3 separate regions of the Zea mays genome follow, and all the other regions are linked to region 2. A link is a contact called in public Hi-C data. All regions are on one chromosome and are shown on one strand. The core of a region is the stretch at or near the end of the contact, and the rest is flanking DNA. Distances in the headings are between cores, read along the strand shown.

What was found. A called contact is a pair of places that touch in the nucleus more often than the background predicts.
Region 1: a Hi-C map of endosperm shows a contact between it and region 2, with 2.2 times the contacts expected there. The contact joins the promoter of LOC100191237 here to the promoter of LOC541897 in region 2. A contact is called at or near these places in 3 of 25 Hi-C or Micro-C datasets (ear, endosperm and leaf).
Region 3: a contact with region 2 is called in a Hi-C map of leaf, with 4 times the contacts expected there. The contact joins the promoter of LOC100191581 here to the promoter of LOC541897 in region 2. A contact is called at or near these places in 2 of 25 Hi-C or Micro-C datasets (leaf and tassel).

The regions. Positions count from the first base shown.
Region 1 is chr6:144,124,715-144,128,723 of Zm-B73-REFERENCE-NAM-5.0, forward strand. It overlaps LOC100191237 (putative glyoxalase family protein), which reads right to left and starts at 2,102. Exons shown (of 9, transcript NM_001136671.1): 1 at 1,913-2,102; 2 at 1,611-1,815; 3 at 1,413-1,537; 4 at 1,240-1,304; 5 at 1-128. The coding sequence starts at 2,006.
Region 2 is chr6:144,261,274-144,264,991 of Zm-B73-REFERENCE-NAM-5.0, forward strand. LOC541897 (tonoplast intrinsic protein 4) reads left to right here and starts at 1,761. Exons shown (of 3, transcript NM_001111563.2): 1 at 1,761-2,046; 2 at 2,205-2,458; 3 at 3,313-3,718. The coding sequence starts at 1,905. The coding sequence ends at 3,684.
Region 3 is chr6:144,095,744-144,099,934 of Zm-B73-REFERENCE-NAM-5.0, forward strand. It overlaps LOC100191581 (IAA17-auxin-responsive Aux/IAA family member), which reads left to right and starts at 1,514. Exons shown (of 5, transcript NM_001137011.2): 1 at 1,514-1,965; 2 at 2,704-2,936; 3 at 3,618-3,717; 4 at 3,826-3,887. The coding sequence starts at 1,664.

The DNA.
Region 1 (4,009 bases), core at 852-3,351, 140 kb before region 2:
ATAAGCTCAAACTTGTAACCATCAGGATCCTCAATAAAGGCAATTACTGATTTCCCACCTTTGACAGGGCCTGGCTCCCTTGTGACTGTTCCTCCTTTTGCTTTAATAAGTTCCACTGTTTTTGCAACCTGCAATTTTCAAACATTGAAATTCAAGGCGCCAAACTAGTTTATATTCGAGTATCAAAGATGTTTTCAAAGGATAGCTATATAGGATGTCCAATTCTTTGTAATAACTTGAGTGATACATCATGACTAGTTTTCAGTAAATGACATGAGTGTTATATTAGGGTACAGAAGTTTCATATTTATAACCCACATGTAATATTTTACATGCATACATGTGGACTTTGTGCTGTAAGGACATATGTTACAGCAAAAAAAAAAGAATTGAGTCTCTATATTAAATGAGCTTCTTACTTGAAATTATGCATGTAACAGGCAAGTGTCAACGACCAACTATAGCATTTCTTTTACTTGTGAAACAACTGTATCTTGTACTGTCTATGCCTTTTTATGTCTTTATATGAAATCCTATGATAAGACAATGTCCATTTTCTAGGTACTTAGATTCTGATTGAGTATGCAAAATCTATTCATCTCGAAAAAAATGACATACAGGGGGAGGGAAGTTGCAGGCAAGTATGAGTAACAAAAACAAATGCTTAAGTAATAAATATAAATATGTGGATAAGTCTTTGATTATGTCTAGACTCTAGACGGGTTAGATCCAAATGAAAACCCTTAATCAATAGGGGCTTAATTATTTTCTTGAACGTAAAAGAAAATACAGGTTGCGCTTGGTGCTAAAGCGTGAGACAACTTGGGGAAAATATCCTATGCAATCACTTATCCTGGTGCAAGCATGCAATCAAGCGATCTGGTGCATCCGATCTAGATCTAATAATGACTGTTATTTTATATTTAACCCCTTCCATCTAAAACATAGTACCTATTTTACTTTTAACCTCTTCCATATGAAACCGTTGGATCTAGATTGGATGCTCTGGATAGTTTGATTGCACGCTTGCACCAAAATGAGTGATTGCACAGGATATGTCCTCGACAACTTGGGACCTATCCAAGCAAAGAAAAGCAATAAATGGACTCTCCATAATTCTCTATGCAACATCACTGACTCAAGAAAACAAAAAAAAAAACATTACACTGCATCGGCAGAGAACTGAACGTCAGCGAATAAAATGGAGAATGTCCATAGAGATACAAGCTTACTGCTTACATCCTCAACAGCAATTCCAAAGTGGCCAAAACCAGTCCCGATGTTATAGCTCTCCACACCATAATCTGCCAGGAAAAAGTACCCAACGGATTTTACATGTTAAATCGCAACAGGCAGTGCCATTATCTGATTAACTGAGATGCTTTAAAGGTATTTTGACTAGAGAAGCTTACTGTAAGTGAGCTCCACAACAAAATGTGAATCCTCAGGCCCGTACCCCAGAAAGGCATTGGTGTACCTCTCCTCGGGAATGTCCCTCTTCCTCAACAGTTTCATGCCCAGGCACTCCGTGTAGAACCTACAGATATACGATAATTTCATCCAAATTGGAGCAAACAGCAAAGCAATCCGTCGCAAGCACCGTGTCCTACTTGATCGTCTTGTCGAGGTCCCCGACGCGGTAGACGACGTGGAGCAGGCGCCTCCTGTCCTTCTTGACCCATTCCATGGCCTCCACCGTGACGGCCGAGTCGCCAGCCTCTGCGCCGGCGCACAACCCGCGCTTAGAAAGCCTCGCGGGCGCCCTCACCACTCCTCCTACCACCCTTCCCCCAAAGAGACACTCGCGACGCGCGGCTGAAACGACAGGAACCGCAATACGTCACACGGGGGGTGCCCCACGCAAGGTCGATAGATAGCAGGCGAAGGGCTCGGGTAAGGATCCGCTGCGTACCGGAGACCGCGGCGAGAGGAAGGCGGGAGACGGCGAGGTGGAGCGATGAGGCAGAGGCGGCGGCGAAGGGGAGGGGGATGAGCAGGCGCGCCATCGTGGCGAAGGATTTGGTGAAGACGGGAAGCACGGCGGGATGGGGAGAATCGAGAGGTCGCTCGCTCTATCTTGCCGTCTGGGTCGCGGCTTGGATCTGGCGGGGCCATCAGTGTGCCTGTCAGGTGGGACTGTGGAGCCGTCCCAAAATAAACGGCGTGTTTGTGCCTATGTCATAAGTTAATGCATTATATGAGTTTATTTTATAATTTTTGGTAGAATCAACTTATTTCTGTTATATATAATAAATACTAGTCGGTTATTCGTGCGTTGCGACGGCTTATAACAATACTCACGTAAACTATTCACCAAAAAAATTTCAACATTTTAAATTTATTGTCTCCGCTCTTTGTATAATATTTTTTTGATTTGGCTAACTCATGTTATTGTTTACTCCATGCAATATGTCACGGTACAACACGACAAATGAAGTGAGCGATTATAAGATAGTTCATAACGACTGACTTAACGAACAAAGGTTATAAAATGACATAATTCCACCATACAGAGACCAAATAAGAGAAAGTTGTGATTTCAAGTTTCTAAAATAAGTCACATGAACTCAACTTATAAAAAAGATGGATCAAAGTATGGAGTGATTGCTAAAGTCAGGCATCAATAAAAACTAGATACGCTCCATATAAACTATGCTACTTCGTAGCTGAAAGGGAAATGTGCCCTTCGGCCATTTCCAAAGTATTTTGGTGATTGAGTGCCAACACAAGTGGTCATGTGTTAATCTATGCCAAATGATGGACAAAGTGAAAACCAACATAAAGGTATGTTTCTAAGTCTTAGTACTTTGTTTTAAAGACTAATGTACTGTGTTTAAGTACTGGAAACAGGAGAAATCAATTTGGAAAAGTGATGGCTTTGTTCAGCCAAAGACAGTTTAGTCTGGGAGCATCGGACTGTCCGGTGGTGCACCGGACTGTCCGGTGCGTCAGGCTGGCTCTGGTGAAAAGGCCGCTCTCGGGAATTCGTCGGCGGCGTACGGCTAAAATTCACCGGACCGTCCGGTGTGCACCGGACTGTCCGGTGAGCCAACGGTCGGCCGCGCAATCCGCGCGTGACGCGTGGCCGGGCCAACGGTCTGAAGGGGGCACCGGACTATCCGGTGTGCACCGGACAGTGTCCGGTGCGCCAACGGCTCCAAATCGCCAACGGTCGACTGCGCCAAAATAGGAAAGAAATCTGCACCGGACAGTGTCCGGTGGTGCACCGGACTGTCCGGTGCGCCAGTCGACTGAAGGCAAGAATTGCCTTCCTGGAATGTTCTCAACGGCTCCTAGCTGCCTTGGGGCTATAAAAGGGACCCCTAGGCGCATGGAGGAGACCACCAAGCATCCTTTGAGCATTCCTAAGCACCAAGACCTCATTTCCGCGCATTCGATTCTTTGTGATAGCAACTAGAGCTCAATTTGAGTAGAGAACTCTTTGAGTTGTGTTGAGAGCTCAAGTTGTGACTTGTGTGCGTATTTGTGCTCTGATTTTGTGTCTTGTGTGTGTTGCTTATCCCATCCTTACTTCAGTGCTTCTTTGTGAACATCAAATTGTAAGGGCGAGAGGCTCCAAGTTGTGAAGATTCCTCGCAAACGGGATATAGTAAAACAAAGCAAAACACCGTGGTATTCAAGTGGGTCTTTGGACCGCTTGAGAGGGGTTGAGTGCAACCCTCGTCCGTTGGGACGCCACAACGTGGAGTAGGCAAGTGTTGGACTTGGCCGAACCACGGGATAAACCACTGTGCCTCTCTGTGTTGATCTCCTTGTGGTTATTGTGTTTTGCAAGAACTCCTCTCTAGCCACTTGGCTTTATTGTGCTAACTCCTAATCAAGTTTTGTGGCATTAAGTTTTAAGTTTTTACAGGATCACCTATTCACCCCCCCCCTCTAGGTGCTCTCAGTAGCAATTACTAACGTTTAAAACTAACAAATAATCTTTCATTCTACTGTTAGTGTGACAAATCATTGTTGCTCCATCTAATTCAGCAACCTCAGACAC
Region 2 (3,718 bases), core at 511-3,010:
TCAAGCTACTCAGTTCCTTAGCACACGATTAGAGATAATCGTGTGGGTACTGCGTTTTGATACTGTAGTAAAGGGTACCCCGTTCTGTGGTACCAATGTACATGCTTTAGGTTAATGTTTGGTTGATGTATTTCGGTATTTTCAAGTATAATGACAACAAGTAAAAAGTTTTTGCATTTTAGTCGATGTTCAAGATATCAGATATTGAATAATCGATTAGCTAGACATGAGTGATCAATCAATTATATGGGATTAATTAAAAATAATCAGTACGCACTAATCGGCAAAATAGTAGTGCAAATATGCAATGTAAGAAATTAAGATATAAAATAGAGACATCTAACCGTTATCGATCTTAATTGTCTTGCTCATAATCTTTTGTTGGGAGCACTTTGTCGTGGTCTGCTTCAAACTCAATATCCTCATCTTCTATTTTGATGTCTCCGCATTTGCTATCAGACTTGAAATTATCTTCATGAAGTTCTCTAACTTTTGAACTTCTACGAGGTTGCCTATGGTAGATCCTCCCAAGTTATATGGCCCACATGCACCTGTCTTTATCTTAAAGACCTCAGACAACTATGCATGTGTACCAGATAACTTAGAAGAAATCCGTCTGAGTATCCCGGAGGACCTTGGAAAATCCATTTACAACCAAGATCGGAGGGTTAAGTAAACACAAATCACATATCGAAGTTCACAGCAGAATTAATATTACAAACAGTTTACAAATATCAATTTAAGAGTGAATACAAAGTTGATTTGTAAGTAATACAACTTTGAAAAAAATGAATACAATTATAAATTTGAAATACATTGCTAGCTCAAATGACAATCCTCAGGATGAAGTACAGAAGAGATACTTATATAAGAAGGCTGAGCCCACCAGCACTTAGCTACTATCTACAGCATAATAAGTCTTTATCTACAACAACACGGTGGGATAAAACCCTGAGTATACAAATACTCTGCGAGACTTACCTAACTAAAGAAAAACTCCAAGGGTATACTGGTTTTGGGGACTCAAGGTAAGATTAAGCAAGAATCAAAGTCTCTTATGCAGAAAAGCTTACTTAAAAATAAATCCTTAAGCCATATTTTAGATTATAAAGTTAAGTACTTTCATAAATCTAGATTAACCTGATCTAGATCAATCACTTGTCCTTCACTAACTTCATTTTACCATATCTTGTTCCACTTCTTAAACTACAATGCAGAGTAGTGATCCAATCTTCATATCGGGGAAGTAACGATGATCCGAATAGATTAATACACAGTTGTGAATATATGTAGCACTTAACTCTTGCATATGTCAACACATCTTTGGATAATTTAAGATCATAATGATTTCACGCCAGCCGAGAGTACAATACTCCACCCTCTAGCCTATAGTCAGGATAAATACACGCTACTCTCGTAGTATCTTCACTTCCAGTGCATGGTAGCTGTTCTACCGGAGTGCTATGGTAGGACTGACGAGTGACGACCACCTATAGTCTGATCAATAGTAAGTTCCATCACCAATAGCTAATACAATGGTAGATATAAATCCACACAGTAACCAGCCATCGTCACAGCACACTGCTGCATAGTGCAGGTCGCCACAACTCTTCTAATTTTCTTTGTTGTTGCTGAGATGGCGACCTCCAGGGCCACGAAAAAACTGGACTATTTTGCCCACGCCTCTTGGTACCCATTTTCCCTTTGCTTTTCTATAAAACCAGGCGAGGCGCCACAAGGCCGGAGCCCACGTCCCACCCCTCCTGCATTTCAAAATAATATCTCCCTGCGCTTTTCCTAGCCCTTTGTCATCCAAGGATACAATAAACAACCGGCGCTTTTACACCCCCGCCAAGAACAGGAGCAACAACAATAAGGCTCCTCGCAACAATCCATTCTCATCCATGGCGAAGCTCATGAACAAGCTGGTCGATTCGTTCGAGCACGACGAGATACTGGACGTCGGCTGCGTGCGCGCCGTGCTGGCCGAGCTCGTCCTCACCTTCCTCTTCGTCTTCACCGGCGTCTCCGCCGCCATGGCCGCCGGTACGTCATACGACCATGCGCCCACCGCGCCTCTATCAGACCGTCTCCTCTCCACTCGATCGCCCTCCTATTTGTTATTTATCCCTCTGGGCTCTGGCCAGGAAAAGACAGGTCCTTTTCCCCCTTTATGAAACGTACGTGGCTCTGCACGCGCGCAGGATCCGACGGGAAGCCCGGCGACGCTATGCCGATGGCGACGCTGGCGGCGGTGGCAATCGCGCACGCGCTGGCCGCTGGCGTCCTGGTGACGGCCGGGTTCCACGTCTCCGGCGGCCACCTGAACCCCGCGGTGACGGTGGGGCTCATGGTGCGCGGCCACATCACCAAGCTCCGGGCGGTGCTGTACGTCGCCGCCCAGCTGCTGGCCTCCTCCGCCGCCTGCGTCCTCCTCCGCTTCCTCAGCGGCGGCATGGTACGCTCCACTTCCACCGTACCCGCGCAGATTCATGGATCTAGGAGTACCACGTGATTTTACTCCAAGTAATTACTGTCCTTGGTAAATTCCGCGGTCCAAAGGATGTGGGGGAGGAGAGAGAGCTCAGAAAGGGGACCAAAAAATCGTGGGTTTCCGTCGTTGAATGAATCCTATATATGCTTGTTTTTGTGGATCCTATTTATGTTATGTTTGGTGTGCGCTGTCGGATGGCTATTGTTTCGGTAGTAGAGAGACGCGGGCCATGCTTGTCTGCCTCAAATCAACTTGGGCCGGGCTCGAATGGGTGAGAGGCTTTATGGAGACCTTTTAGGGTCTTTAATGGGCTTATGGATAATTAGTTCACTCTTTCTTGTTTAGTTTTAGTTTGACCCTTAATAAAGGGTTAAGGGAAACATATTTACTACATAACAATCAACTGATTTTTTTTGCAGCGCTGTCTGTTGTTTTGTAAAAAGTAGTAAACATGAACTAAAAATATTTTTTTTGCCAAGGTTGTGTCTACTTGGTATATATGACAGTGAATTTTATCTGCTCCTGGCTTCTAATAAGTCCATGCCATTCTATTTGACCTGCCTATCTGGTCCATGAGCTTCTGCCTACCAATCAAATGTGGCCTTTCAGATTTAGAAGAGTTAGTTAGTGGAGTACACAGCATGGTCGAGTAAAGCCAAAGCCAAGAGTTGGACTGAATCATACTTATTATCTCCTATATGACAAACGACTGAATCCACCGATATTTGTTTAACGTCGCCCTTTTGATCACGAAAATTAACAACGGAACGGAAGCTGGTGAAAACGACTAGCAGTGCTGACCAAGATGTGCGATGCAGGTGACCCCGGTGCACGCCCTGGGCAGGGGCATCAGCCCGATGCAGGGCCTGGTGATGGAGGTCATCCTCACCTTCTCCCTGCTCTTCGTCACCTACGCCATGATCCTGGACCCGCGGAGCCAGGTCCGCGCCATCGGCCCGCTGCTGACGGGCCTCATCGTCGGCGCCAACAGCCTCGCCGGCGGCAACTTCACCGGCGCGTCCATGAACCCGGCACGCTCCTTCGGCCCGGCCCTGGCCACCGGGGACTGGACAAACCACTGGGTCTACTGGATCGGCCCGCTGCTCGGCGGGCCCCTGGCAGGCTTCGTGTACGAGTCGCTGTTCCTGGTGCAGAAGATGCACGAGCCGCTGCTCAATGGGGAAGTCTGACGACCATCAGCCCCTGTGTTGTGGCGCATGCTTC
Region 3 (4,191 bases), core at 264-2,763, 170 kb before region 2:
TGTTGGCAGCCAGAGAGCCGTTGGCGCACCGGACAGTCTGGTGCCTTCTTCTAGCCGTTGGCTCGGCCACGTGTCCCGCGCAGATTGCGCGGCCGACCGTTGGCTCACCGGACTGTCCGGTGCACACCGGACAGTCCGGTGAATTATAGCCGTACGTCGCCGGTGGATTCCCGAGAGCGGCCAGTTCGCTCAAGCCAGCCTGGCGCACCGGACAGTCCGGTGCTCCAGACTGAGCTGAAACTTGGCTGCTCGAGCCAATGCATTTTCAATTTGCTTTTTCCTGTTTCCAACACTTAGACACAATACATTAGTCACTAAAATAATGTACTAAGTCTGAGAAACATACCTTTATCCTTGGTTTGTACTTTGTCCACCATTTTACATTTAAGCACTTGTGTTAGACACTAAATCACCAAAATACTTAGAAATGGCCCAAGGGCATATTTCCCTTTCAGTTAGCCTCACCCTAGCGGGTGACACAGCAGTCGGAGCGGGGCAGGCGACACTGTTTTTCTGTCAGGTCAGTCAGTGGAGGGGCGAAGTGACTGCGGTCACTTCGGCCCTGCCGACTGAGGAACGTGCGTCAGGATAAGGTGTCAGGCGATCCTTGCATTGAATGCTCCTGCGATACGGTCGGTTGGCGAGGTGATCTGGCCAAGGTTGCTTCAGTGCGAAGCCTGCCCGAGCTAGGCCTCGGGCGAGTCGAGGGTGCGCCTGTTGCTTGAGGAGGCCCTCGAGCGAGGCGTGAATCCGCCAGGGTCTACTGTTTCTGCCCGAGGCTGGGCTCGAGTGAGGCGAGATCGCGTCCCTTGAGTGGACGGAGCCTTGACCTGAATTGCGCCCATCAGGCTCTGCAGCTTGTGCTGATGGTGATTACCAACCGAGTTTAGGAGTGTTGGGGTTACCTCTAATTATGGTCCCAACACTAAAACCTAAACCAAATATACCCTTAAATATTTTCCAGACCATACTATTATGATGTGGAGATGCTTGATTACTGTCTAGAAGATGTTTAGATTAGATGTATCTCAAATATTATGTTGACCTTTATGTGATAGAATTTCCTAAGTTATAATTGCTATCTGTATTTTATTATGTTTTAATATTTTATTTTTTAATTATATTATATTATTTGATGAGATGTCTAGATCAAATTTTTTTGTGTCCCTTCACCCGGACATGTGACTAGGTTTGTATATTGAGGGACAAACCAGTACAAGCACGTTAAATTTAGTGTCAAATTTTGGTTAGAACGATGAAAGAAATGAATTAACATTCTATTTTTTTAATGGTGTTATTGTTTGAACTCTATCTCTTTTAAAAGGAACAATTTGATCTATACCATTAAAAGATTCAAACTTTAGATATATACCATGGATCCCACATGTCATTGACTCATGTGGACTCACATGTAAGTGAGATAGTAATGGTATGAATCCAAAGTGGTGATCTTTTAATGGTATGAATCCAAATTTCCCCTTTTAAAAATAGTATAGATTGAATTCTCCCCCTCAAACAAACCACTCTTCGCTTCGACTCCCACTCCCACTCTCCCTTTCCACTCTCAGGCTCCCACTCCCCCCCTACCGGCTACCCTACCCATCACACACAAACAGCCACTCCTCACCTCCCCCGTCCTCCGGTTCATGTCCTGCTGCTCCCCATGTCGCCCCCACTCGACCTCGACTACATAGGCCTCTCGCCGGCGGCGGCTGCCGCCGCTGCCCACGACGACCTGAAGGGTACCGAGCTCCGCCTTGGTCTGCCGGGGTCCGGTTCGCCGGACCGCCGTGTTGTGGCTGCCACCGCAACCACCCTGGACCTGCTCCCGGCTAAGGGCGCCAAGCGCGGGTTTTCTGACGAGGCGCCGACGCCATCGCCCGGTGCAGCTTCCGGGAAGGGAAAGAAGGTAGCGGAAGAGGAGGACGACAAGAAGGTTGCAGCGACGCCGCAGCCGGTCGCAAAGTAGGTGGATTCGGGAGTGGATCTTGGTGTTTGCTGCCTCAAACAAAAAAAAGGGAAAGCTTGGGCTTTGCCAGTGCGTTCATCTGGCGCCACTAGTGATTTGCAGATTGTGATTGTTGCCCCTTTGTTTGGGAGCAAGTTTTCTACTGTTTGGGAAATCTTGCTGGGTTTTTTGAGCTCATGACATTTGCAGGTTCTGTGACAGAAAATCATCTTTGGAAATTCTGTGCTTTTGAGGGAAACAAAAGGGTAGGGGTGAATTGTATTTTAGGGGATCTCTCTCTCTCTCTCTCTCTCTCTCTCTCTCTCTCTCTCTCTCTCTCTCTGGCCTTGGTATTTCCGATTTGTTTTTACTCTTCTTTAGGTGGGAATTTCGGTTTGTCTTGCGGCCTAGAGGAGGGAAACTGAAGTTGCAGCTTTGTTATGTTCTTTTAAAATCCCACTTTTCCTCCAAATTCTCTACTTTTCTAAATGGGCTCTTTCAATTCGTCTTCAGCTTTCTTGGGTTTTTTTTCACTTTTGTTGCTTGCTCAAAGGCTCTTCTCATCTTTTCTCTGCTCTCCCTGATTTGTTTTTTTTTATATTTTGTACATAACATTTTGGTTTCGCATTACCTTGTTCAAACTCTGCAACTTTCGTCCCAAAAATCGCCAAATTTCTTTGTTTTGTACAGCATCTCCTGATCTACCTCTTCGTTCCGTGGTTGTAAAGATTATTGAGCCCAGGTGTGTTGTGCAGAGCTCAGGTGGTGGGATGGCCACCAATCCGAAGCTACCGCAAGAACACGATGTCTACCACCCAGCTGAAGGGCAGCAAGGAGGATGCTGAGGCCAAGCAGGACCAGGGGTTCCTGTACGTCAAGGTCAGCATGGATGGCGCGCCGTACCTCAGGAAGATTGACCTCAAGACTTACAAGAACTACAAGGACCTGTCGACTGCGCTTGAGAAGATGTTCAGTGGCTTCAGTACTGGTGAGATGTCTCGGGTTACTCTCCTCTCCCGGATGGCACGTCAGTATGTAATTGTGTTTCATTTTGATGTGGATGGTGTAAGAAGTACATCAAGAAGCCTTTAAAAAGCATCATAATTGATTCCTTGGATAAGCAATAGCTTTGACTTACCGTTAGTTTTGAGTAATTGTGAGATTACAAACAATTGAATCCTTGGATAAGCAATAGCTTCGACTTACCGTTAGTTTTGAGTAATTGTGAGATTACAAACAATCTGGCACATCTTCTTTTTTTATCTTTAGTGAACTTTTTATTCCTTGCTAAACAAATACCCTGCTGCTTGTTCTGTTATTGCATTTGCATCAAGTCTTTCTTAGAAAGATTTTATTTCCTGTAAGGCAAAATAATTTTTGTCTCCATGTTATGATTATTCGAGGATATCTTCGGGTCCTGAGTATTATTCCAGAAAGCTACTATCACTATGAGAGCAACATCCACTATATATTTCTGAAATTTGGAGATCTATGGTCTGTCCTGTATTTGTATATCTAATATCTCATTAGTTGTCACCACTTTCTTAGAATCATGGACATGAAAATGCGGTCCGAGTCTTTTCAGTAGAAATTTTAGTACAAGAAGAGGTTCTCTTCTGCTTTCCTTTTATTGGTCTTACAGGTTAGTATGGGTGTAATGCCATATCAGGCAAGGATGGCTTATCTGAGTACCGCAAGGATGGTGAATATGTTCTGACTTACGAGGACAAGGATGGAGATTGGATGCTTGTTGGCGATGTACCATGGGAGTAAGTACACTGATCTTACTTAAAATAATGGAAATGGAACTAAATTAGTTACCTATCTGATTTGTGCCTCATTTTCTCCGGACACATTTTCTTTCACTCCAATTGTAGGATGTTCGCTGACTCTTGCCGCAGGCTCAGGATCATGAAAGGATCAGATGCAATTGGACTTGGTAACTTGTACTCCTATTCAGTTTAGTTTATTGCCGTGCTAATTATAGTCTTAGTTGGTTGGTGGACATGGTAGGATGGTACATGATATGATGATCCAAGTAGCTTGTGTTGTTAGTTGTACATGATACAACTTTTATTAGGACTTCCTCAGAAAGGAGACATAATTCATGGTCCCTGCATCTGTGGTGGTAGCTCTCTTGGGTAATATATTTGCCATCTTCTTGTACATAGCACTCAAAATTAGGTCCAAAATCAGAAGCGCGGGGTGAACTAGACATTATCAGTTGCATTTTGCATTTAGTA